Linked DNA regions of Mustela erminea: region 1 is linked to region 2. Evidence: chromatin contacts called from public Hi-C data. All regions are on one chromosome and are shown on one strand. The core of a region is the stretch at or near the end of the contact, and the rest is flanking DNA. Distances in the headings are between cores, read along the strand shown. Region 1 holds the start of PSORS1C2 (psoriasis susceptibility 1 candidate gene 2 protein). Region 2 has its middle 21 kb from the start of POU5F1.

Evidence for each region. A called contact is a pair of places that touch in the nucleus more often than the background predicts.
Region 1: a Hi-C map of fibroblasts shows a contact between it and region 2, with 3 times the contacts expected there. The contact joins the promoter of PSORS1C2 here to the enhancer-like site in region 2. A contact is called at or near these places in 3 of 3 Hi-C or Micro-C datasets (fibroblasts, skeletal muscle and spleen).

Annotation. Positions count from the first base shown.
Region 1 is chr4:122,942,188-122,947,437 of mMusErm1.Pri, reverse strand. PSORS1C2 (psoriasis susceptibility 1 candidate gene 2 protein) reads right to left here and starts at 1,710. Exons shown (of 4, transcript XM_032338147.1): 1 at 1,627-1,710. It overlaps CCHCR1 (coiled-coil alpha-helical rod protein 1), which reads right to left. Exons shown (of 18, transcript XM_032338064.1): 12 at 5,142-5,187; 13 at 4,860-4,996; 14 at 4,546-4,734; 15 at 4,349-4,450; 16 at 2,300-2,451; 17 at 2,017-2,146; 18 at 1,498-1,789. The coding sequence ends at 1,677.
Region 2 is chr4:122,896,495-122,901,359 of mMusErm1.Pri, reverse strand. No RefSeq gene overlaps it. Among named protein-coding and RNA genes, the nearest start is that of POU5F1, 21 kb to the left of the region's middle. Within about 2 kb of position 1,694, the one cell type or tissue checked has open chromatin away from gene starts, as enhancers often do. A contact at or near this core is called in fibroblasts, where this site is marked.

The sequences.
Region 1 (5,250 bases), core at 461-2,960, 46 kb before region 2:
TGTAATTACAGGGGTCAGGAGGCAGGACGCCCAGGCAAGAGCAGGGACAGGGGCTTGTTATAAACACACAGGATGCAACTAGAGTGGTCTCAGCCAGTACCCCGAGCCTCCCCCTGGGACTCAGTTTTGTCCTTGGACCTTTCACTCCTCTCAGGACTGGGAACCACATGCTGCTTTCCCACATGCCTCCACAGGCACCTAGGGGGCCTCCCAAGCAGTGACATCCGAAGAATTTCATCCAGGAGCCGCCTGGGGTGATGGCAGGCGAGGAAGTATGAGGACATCCTGATTCCTAACCCCCTCCCCAGAGCAGCTTCCAACAGTCACAGCCCAGAGGCTCAGGAGGAAGCTGCCTCCGCTTCCTGTCAATCCCCGCCTCTTCCTCCTCCCTCTGGAATCCTGCTCAAGGCGGCTGCTGCCCTGGTTCTGGGAGCCAGCTCTCTGTGCCCTTCCCACCCCCATCCTTCAGAGCTCAGTGCGAGTCTTGTCTAAGTGTCTCAGACACCCTGGAACCTCCACCTCAGGAAGGCCGCCACTGGTCTAGAGCTGTAGTGCGCCTCTCAGAAGTAATGACTCCTGAACAGAACTCCTTTCCTCCCCAGGCTGTTCTCCATCTGGTCTGCTCCCCTGTGGCTCACTTCGAAGCCTTCATTCTGCTCCTTTCCCCAACCCCAATACCCCCCCAAGGCAAGCTCAGCCCATGTCCCCATTAGGGAGCTCATCTCTCCCTAGCCTCCCCAGCACCCTCCTAACTGGTCCCCCCACAACACCCTTCCCCCACCCAAGCCCCATCCTCTACAGCCAGCCAACCTAGCTCATAAACATATCAGCTTAACTGTGTGCCTGCACCTGGTTGAAAAGCACTCCAAGGGCTTTCTATTGACTTAAAATAAACCCGCCCGTGCTACCAGTCCCTCCCTCCCGCTCTGGGCCTCAGTGCTTGCCTGCCCGCTGCAGGACTCTTCTGCTGGCCCTCTTGGCTCCTGCTGGCAGGCAGGTCTTCACAGATCCCCTCCCCAGGGAGCCCTTTCCTGTCTTCTGGTCTAGCTGTCCCTCCCAAGTCAGGTTCTGTCACGTCACTGTATTTCTTTTCTCTTCATGGCAACGCTTGCTCTGTTCACTTAGGTACCTGTCCATCATCTATCTCCCGCCCCCGCGCTGGGATGTTGGGACCAAGGGAACAGGGACCCACCCATCAAATCCACCACTGTGGTCCCTGAGCAAGGAAACTGCTTGGCACTGAGATTCCCAGCAAATGAGTGATGTTTTATATTCTGACTCCTGGCAGTGATCATTTTCCAGAGGTGAAGAGTTTTCAAACAAAAGTTGAGAATAAACTTCTGGAGCACCTCAAAAAACTTCCCAAGCAGCCAGAGAAAGGGGTTTTGAAAAAGGTACCACCTAGAGAAGTAGCTGTGTGGGACCACTCCCTGCATTTTCCAGACAGAGATAGCTGCAGCAAGAATTCCCTCCCATTCCCCAAGAGAACACGGCACCTGCTGCAGTTGTCTTTATTAAGCCACAAGATTCACAGGCATCTTGGTGGCCGGTGTCCACGGTGTCCACAAGGGCAGCTGGCTGACCTCCCCACCCCCACTCCACTTCTCTGGGGGCCGCCCCGCCCACCTTGAGCCCCCTGCTGCACAGAGTGCCCGGAGCTGTTCAGAGGGAACTGTTCAGAGGCAGACTGGAGCAGGACAGTTCTGGTTGTCTCCTTCAGAGATAGCTTCCTCTTTGGAAATGGCCTCACTCAGTCCCTGCAGATCATCGAGCAGGACAGAGAGGGATCCTGGGAAAGAAGACCCCAAGGGATAGCAGCTGAGCAGAGAGGGCAGCTCAGCTCCAGTGCAGCAAACAGGGCTGCCATCAGCTTGGAGGTTCCCTGGCCCAATGCGGGCACAGATGAGAGGCTGTGGGCCTCCAAGGGTCACAGAGAATGATGCTCATGCATTCAGAGTGCCTTAAGGAGAGATTCCTAAAGTCCCCTGCATTTGTCCCTTCCTACATGGCCCATACCTCTTATGGACTCCTTGGAGATGGGTGCTGCTCCTGGAGGTACAGGCAGTGAAGACCCTGGGGCCCAGGGGCTGGACTCTGCAGACTTCCCCTTATCCAGCAGGGAAGGAAAAACTGCCAACAGTCGCTGCTGCTTGTAACGGGAGAGGAGACCCTCCTGCTGCAAGGTGGCCTGGGAAGGAGAGGGTTAAACGCCACCTAGCCCAGGCAGAGCCGCCCTTCCTCATTCCCGCCCCCCCACCCCCACCAGACCCTGGTCTCTGCTCTTCCCTCTCTCCCCTACCAGCATAAAGTTCTTGTCCCTCTCTAGCTCCTGCAGGCGCTGGGTCAGCCGCAGCCCCTCCTCCTTCCGGGCCTCATCTTGCAGGCGCCTGAGCTCCTGGTTCCGCTCCTTCTCCCGGGTGGCTTTGCGCTGCATCTGGCGCAGGGAGACCACTACGTGGAAGCCAGGGCACAGAGGGCACAGGTGTGGGGCAGCCCAGAAGCAGAGAGGCACCATGAGAACAGGACTGCGATCGTGGGAACACTGGGCCCTCAGCTCTATGGCTCAGCGAAGCCACTTATGCTCCAGGGCTGTCTCCTCCGTGTGGTGGGAGTAGTGGCTGATGCTCCACGACCTTCTGACTCTGTGAACCCAAAGTACCTTCCTCATCCCGGAGACTTCCTGGAGTCGTGTAGAGGAAATCTGAATATGAACCAGATATTCCATTTTGTGCCACTAATGTTTTCTTAACGTATGACAATGACACTGAGGTTATGTAAGAAAATATCCTCTTCATAGGAGATGCAGCTGGGTGGTCATGATGTTTGTAACTTAAAGTATTTCCCAAAAAATGCACGTACCAGTGTGTATATATATGTGGATAGAGCAAATATGGCAAGAGATTAACATCTGCTGGGTGCTTGGCTGGCTCAGTCGGTGGAACACGAGACTCTTGATCTCGGGGTTGTGGCCTGGAGCCCTACACAGGGCGTAGAGGTTATTTCAAGAAATAAAATATTTTTAAAAATTGGTAACTAGGGGTGCCTGTGTGGCTCAGTGAGTTAAAGCCTCTGCCTTCGGCTCAGGTCATGATCTCAGGGTCCTGGGATGGAGCCCCACATCAGACTCTCTGCTCAGCAGGGAGCCTGCTTCCCCGTCTCACTCTGCCTGCCTCTCTGCCCACTTGTGATCTCTGTCTGTCAAATAAATAAATAAATAATCTTAAAAAAAAAATTGGTTACTAACTGTTCCATCTAGTCAGAGGAGGTAAACAAGTGGGCATTTTGTGACTCTTGTAATCTGTCCAGGTATTTGAACTCTGTCCTAATAAAAGAGGGGGAAGCACCTGACTGGCTCAGTCCGTAGAGCGGTAGAGAGTAAGATTCTTGATCTTAGGTTTGTGGGTTTGAGCCCCATGCTGGGTGTAAGGATTACTTAAAAATAAAATCTTAAAAAAAAAGAAAGTTGGGGGCAGACACACACAGCAGAGCACACCATGTAAAGATGAAGACAGAAGGGAATGATGTGCCTGCAAATGAAAGGATGCCACAGACTGCCGGCAACCACCCACCAGGGGCAGGGTGTCATCAAAGTGTCTCTCAGAACCTCTAGCAGGCACCAACCCTGGCAGCATCTTGAGTTCAGACTTCTAGCTTCCAGCTTCCAGTACTGTGAGAGAATAAATTTCTATTGTTCCAAGGCAAAAAAAAGTTGGGGGTACCGGTTGGTGTGAGGTCAGGATGGCCGTTGCCTTTATGGAGGGGAGTGGCTGGGTGGGGCTCATGCTGGTGCTGGATACGGGGGCTGGCTACAGGAGTGTGTTCACACCATGAGAATTGATCTGTACCATTTCTTTTAACTTCACTATTTGCAGGATTCAAAACAGTTTTTAAAACCTCATGTAGGGGGCGTCTGGGTGGCTCAGATGGTTAAGAGATTGCCTTCAGGGGGGCCTGGGTGGCTCAGTGGGTTAAGCCTCTGCCTTCCGTTCAGGTTATGATCCCAGGGTCCCAGGATCGAGCCCTGCATCAGGCTCCCTGCTCAGAGGTGAGCCTGCTTCCCCTTCTCACTCTCTGCCTGCCTCTCTGCCTACTTGTGATCTCTGTCAAATAAATAAATAAAATCTTTAAAAAAAAAAAAAAGAGAGACTGCCTTCAGCTCAGGTCATGATCCTGGAGTCCCGGAATCGAGTTCCACATTGGATTCCCAGCTCAGAAGGGAGTCTGCTTCTCCCTCTGACCCTTTCTTCTCGTGCTCTCTCAAATAAATAAAATTTTAAAACAAAAAAAAAACTTCACATCTAACATTTCCTTCTTCCCGGATGCCCGTATCCATCCCAACAAATCTCACCTGCCTTGCCATGCTCCCTCCGAGCCTCGTTCAATCTCCTCTCTGTTTCTAAGAGCTGTTCCCGCAGCCTAGTTTCCACTTCAGCCACCTTCTCTTGCAGAGCTGGGGGGAAGGGGCAGATGGGGTGTGTCGCAGGGAGCGTCACTCCTCTGTCTCCCCCAGCCCTCCATGGTAAACCCACTGCCCCTCCTGCACACCTTGCCCATAGATCTCCTGCTGCTGGGTCAGCTCCTGCCGGAGACTGGCAGCCTCCTCCGTACTCTCCTTCTGGCCCTGGCGGGCTGCTTCCAGCTGCAGCCCCAGACTAGCCAGGGACTCCTGGGTCCGCTGCAGCTCCTGCTCCAGCTGCTGGGCCACCTCACTCAATTGCTGCCGTTCAGCCTCCCCTGGAAAGAGGTGGCACTCCCAGGGTCTCTCTGTGCCCCAGACCCCAGCTCTTCTCTTCTCTCTGTCCCCAACACACCCAGCTCTGGTGCCTGCTCTAGCTCCGGGACTCCAGGACCAAACGTACCTTGCTCCCGGGCCCGGCCCACCTCCTTCTGGATGATGTGGGCGCTCAGCTGCAATTCCGCATCCAGGCGGTTCCGTTCCTCCCGCAGCTGCTCCAACTCAAGGCTCACATCTGTGACTGGCAGGAGTGGGGGACAGCTGGGGTAGGGAAGAGAAACAGAGTCCAGGGAGATCACCCAGCCTGATCCCTAAGCCCCCACCCCTTTTCAGTCCTTCCTGTTTGGGGTCCCAGCAAATAACACTTAACCCCCTCCTGTCCACCTCACAGCGCCCCAAACTTCACCTCTCCTGGTGCAGCTGAGCAAGGGCCAGTTTTCGAGCCATCAGGCCTGGGGGAGAAAAGGCAGAAAAGCAATGAAGAGGAGTTTGAGGAGGACAAAAGGGAGGAAGGG
Region 2 (4,865 bases), core at 445-2,944:
GGGACACATGTTTGGCTCAGTCAGTTAAGGGACTGCTTTGGGCTCAGATAAACCCCGGTGGGGCTTCCTGCTCAGCAGGGAGTCTGCTTCTCCCTCTCTGTCTGTGTCCCCACCCCTTGTGCTCTAGCTCTTGCTCTTAGTTAAATAAAATTTTTATTTTTTATTTTTTAAGTATTTTATTTACTTATTTATTATTATTTTTAGACGACTTTATTTGTTTATTTATTTGTCAGAGAGAGAGTGTGAATGAGAGTGGTTGCAGAATGAGAAGTAGGAGCCCCCTGCTGAGCAAGGAGCCCAATGTGGCACTGGACCCAGGACTCTGGGATCATGATCTGAGCCGAAGGCAGACGCTTTACTGACTGAGGCACCCAGGCGCCCCATAAACAAAATCTTTAAAAAATAAAAATAAAAGAAAATAAACTCTATGCCCATTGTGGTTCTCAAACTTATGACTCTGAAATCAAGAGTTGGCATGCTCTACCCACTGAGCCAGCCAGAAACCCCTTTACCAAGCCTTTAAAAAAATTTTTTTTTAAAAGATTATTTATTTATTTAATTGACAGAGGAAGAGAGAGAGAGAGGGAAGAGAAGCAAGGGGAGTGGGAGGGCAGGGAGCCCCCTGCTGAGCAGGGAGCCCAATGGCGAGGGAGCCTCAATCCCAGGACCCTGGGATCATGACCTGAGCTGAAGGCAGACACTTAACAACTGAGCCACCCAGACACCCTTACCAAGACTTTTTTTTTTTTTTTTAAGATTTTTATTTATTTATTTGTTTGTTTGTTTGAGAGCGAGTGAGAGAGAGCATGAGAGGGAAGAAGGTCAGAAGGAGAAGCAACTCCTGTTGGAGCTGGGAGCCCCATGTGGGACTCCATTGAAGGACTTCAGGAGCCAAAGGCAGTGGCTTAACCAACTAGCCTCCCAAGTGCCCCGCCTTACCCAGACCTTTTTTTTTTTTTTTTAAAGATTTTATTTATTTATTTGAGAGAGAGACAGAGAGAGCATGAGAGAGCAGAAGGTCAGAGGGAGAAGCAGACTCCTCATGGAGCTGGGAGCCAGATGTGGGACTCGATGCCAGGACTCCAGGATCATGACCTGAGCAAAAGGCAGTTGCTTAACCGGGCCACCGAGGCACCCCTTACCAAGATTTTTTTTTTTTTTAAAGATTTATTTATTTATTTGACAGAGAGAGATCACAAGTAGGCAGAGAGGCAGGCAGAGAGAGAGGAGAAAGCAGGCTCCCCGCTGAGCAGAGAGCCCGATGCGGGACTCAATCCCAGGACCCCAAGATCATGACCTGAGCCGAAGGCAGCGGCTTAACCCACTGAGCCACCCAGGCGCCCCTTACCAAGATTTTTTAAAGAATTCCTTTATTTAGCATGTTTTAAGACTTTGTATAAATTGTTTCTCTCTGAATGTATCATTCTATACCTTGCTTTTACAGTTAACATTATATATGAGATGAATCCATGTTTGCACGAATAGTTCATGTATTTTCACTGTGAGAAGGGATCCATGCTATGCATATGCTACAGTTTATCCCCTCCACGGACCTTTATTTTTTTCTATAATGAATGTTCTGGGGCTTCTCTGGTGCCTTGTGGGAGTTCCCCTAGGATATATTTATAGGAGTGGAATTACTGCACATTGCTACCTCATGATGCTAAATTGTTCTCTGAAGTGGCCCTATTATTGTAGAGTTCTGTTTCCCCGCCCCCCAGTCCACAGCCGTGTGCCTTATACAGCTCTAGTTTTCTTTGACTCCCTTTGCTGACTCACTTTCCTCTGAATACTGGCATGTTTAAGAACTGTATCTTGGCTGCTTGCTCTGTTTTTTTTGTTCTGTTTTGTTTTTTTAAGATTTTATTTATTTGACAGAGAGAGATCACAAGTAGGCAGAGACTCAGGCAGAGAGAAAGGGGGAAGCAGGCTCCCCCCGGAGCAGAGAGCCCAATGCAGGGCTCTATCCCAGGACCCTGAGATCAAGACCTGAGCCAAAGGCAGAGGCCTAATCCACTGAGCCACCCAGGCACCCCTGCTTGCTCTATTTTCACTGCCTTCTTAATCACTCTAGTTTCATCTCATCCCAGGATTTCAAATATCATCGGTACACAAATAACCCCAAACATGCATCTACATATTTTCATCATTTAAAAAATAGCATACCCAGACAGGTACTCAGATACATTGCAGATGGAATTGCAAAACTGGTCATATTTTTCAGAAGGGTAATATGGCAATTTTTGTCCAAATTAAAAATGTGTATGTCCAGGGGTACCTGGTTGGCTTGGTCAGTGGATCAGGCATCTCTTGATCTCAGGGTTTAAGTTCTCATGCTCTCTCTCAAATAAACAAATAAAATTGTTCCTGGTCTCACTCAGGTGGTAATCTCATGGGGCAAGGGATCCCACCCTTCAGAGGGCAGTCTGCTTGAAGACTCTCTCTGTCTGTCCCACCCCCACGCACTTACATGAGTGCTCTCTCTCTTAAATAAATAAATCTTTAAAAAAAAAAAATACACACACACACACACACACACACACACACACACACACACACACCCTGCAGTCCCACTTCTAGGAAGGTGTCCAAAAATAACTTGCATACCTATAAGATTGCTATATTCAAAATTATGTAGTGCAGCATCTATTTTAAAAACAGAAAAACATAAATAATCTCAGTAGGGAACTGGTTAAGAAGCACTGTGTGTTGGGGCACCTGGGAGGCTCAGTCAGTTAAGTGGTTAAGTGTCTGCTCTCAGCTCAGGTCATCATCCCAGGGTCCTGGAATGGAGCCCACATTGGGCTTCCTGCTCAGTGGGGAACCTGCTTGTGCATGCTCTCTCTTTCAGTCAAATAAATAAACAAAATCTTAAAAAAAAAAAAAAAGAAGCATTGTCTATCTATACAATGGAGTACCATTAAAAAATAAAGACGCGAGGCTCCTGGGTGGCTGATTCAGTTTGGCATCCAGTTCTTGCTTTGGGCTCAGGTCTGATGGTCCTGAGATCTGGTAGGGCTGCACACTCAGGGAGAAGTCTGCTTGAGTTTTTTTTCTCCCTCTCCCTCCACCCTCCCCTCTGCTTTCTCTCTCTCAAAAAAATAAATAAATCTTTAAAATAAACAATAGAAAAGACACAGAAAACTCTTAAGATGTCCTTATGGGAGGGTATCCATGGTACATGGTTAAGTGTAAAAAAGCAAGGTGTGGGGAAGCAAATGTCAAAATTTGTGTAAAAGGGAAAATGTATATATTAGACATTATTATATTAATTAATGTTTGCTTGCATAAGCATAATGTGTCTTTGGAAAAATAAGCAAGGAACTAATATCAGTGGTTGCCTGTCAGGGATGGGAGAAGGGTGAGAGAGAGACTACTTACCTTTTTGAAGCTCTTGAATTTTGAACTAAATCAAAACATAAAACAAAAATAAGAACAAAAAAAAACCCATAAAACAAATAATAATTCCAAATGAGACAAAACAAATGAAATTGGAAAACTTAAAATAAAAAAACTGGAAAATACATGACAGGAATAATTCCTTCACCTTTGTTAAGATAAACAATTAAAAATTATATCAGTCCTTGAATAAGGGTGTTTACTACCATTTTAACTCAGCATGTTCTTTTATTTTCTTTCTTTTTTAAAAAGTTTTATTTATTTATTTGACAGATATCACAAGTAGGCAGAGAGGCAGACAGAGAAGCAGGTTACCTGCTGAGCAGAGAGCCCGATGCGGGACTCAATCCCAGGAGCATGGGATCATGACTTGAGCCAAAGGCAGAGGCTTTAACCCACTGAGCCACCCAGGCACCCTCTCGTTATTTTCTTTTTAAACGCTTTATCTTTCTTTATATATTTTTCTTTCATTCTTTAAAATAAAGTAAAATAAGGACATAATAACTCGATAAATGTAATTTGGTCAAATAAGTTGACCAAATCTTGGTTTAAGCAGGAAAGCCCAATCTCCAAGACTTTTTTGGTGGTTAGACACAATCGCTTGTTGCTTTATAAATCTCGGGATGTCCATATGGGTTCAAAGTCTGACAGAATGGGAGAGGATGCTTGCATATGACGTGTCAGATAAAGGGCTAGCATCCAAAATCCATCAAGAATTTATGAAATTCGGGTCCCTGGGTGGCTCAGTGGGTTAAGCCTCTGCCTTTGGCTCAGGTCATGATCTCAAGGTCCTGGGATTGAGTCCTGCATCAGGCTCTCTGCTTGGCAGGGAGCCTGCTTCCTCCTCTCTCTTTCTGCCTGCCTCTCTGCCTACTTGTGCTCTCTCTCTGTCAAATAAATAAATAAAAATCTTAAAAAAAAAGAATTAACGAAATTCAACATTCAAGGAACAAACAGTCTAACCAAGAAATGGGTAGAAGACATGAACAGACATTGCTGCAAAGAAGACATCCAAATGGCCAACAAACACGTGAAAAAGGGCCGTAACTTGGCATCAGGGAAATAAAAATCAAAACCACAATGAGATAACACCTCACACCAGTGAGAATGGCTAAAATTAACAAGTCAAGAAGCGACAGATGTTGGCAAAGGTGCAGAGAAAGGGAAACCTCTGGGGCGCCTGGGTGGTTCAGTGGGTTAAGCTTCTGCCTTCAGCTCATGATCTCAGGGTCCTGGGATCGAGTCCTGCATCAGGCTGTCTGCTAGGCAGGAAGCCTGCTTCCTCCTCTCTCTCTCTCTCTTGCCCTCTGCCTGCCTCTCTGCCTACTTGTGATCTCTCTTTGTCAAATACATAAAATCTTTAAAAAAAAAAAAAAAAAGAAAGGGAAACCTCCTATACTGCTGGTGGGAAGCTGATGCAACCACTCTGGAAAACAGCATGGAGGTTCCTCAAAAAAGTTGAAATT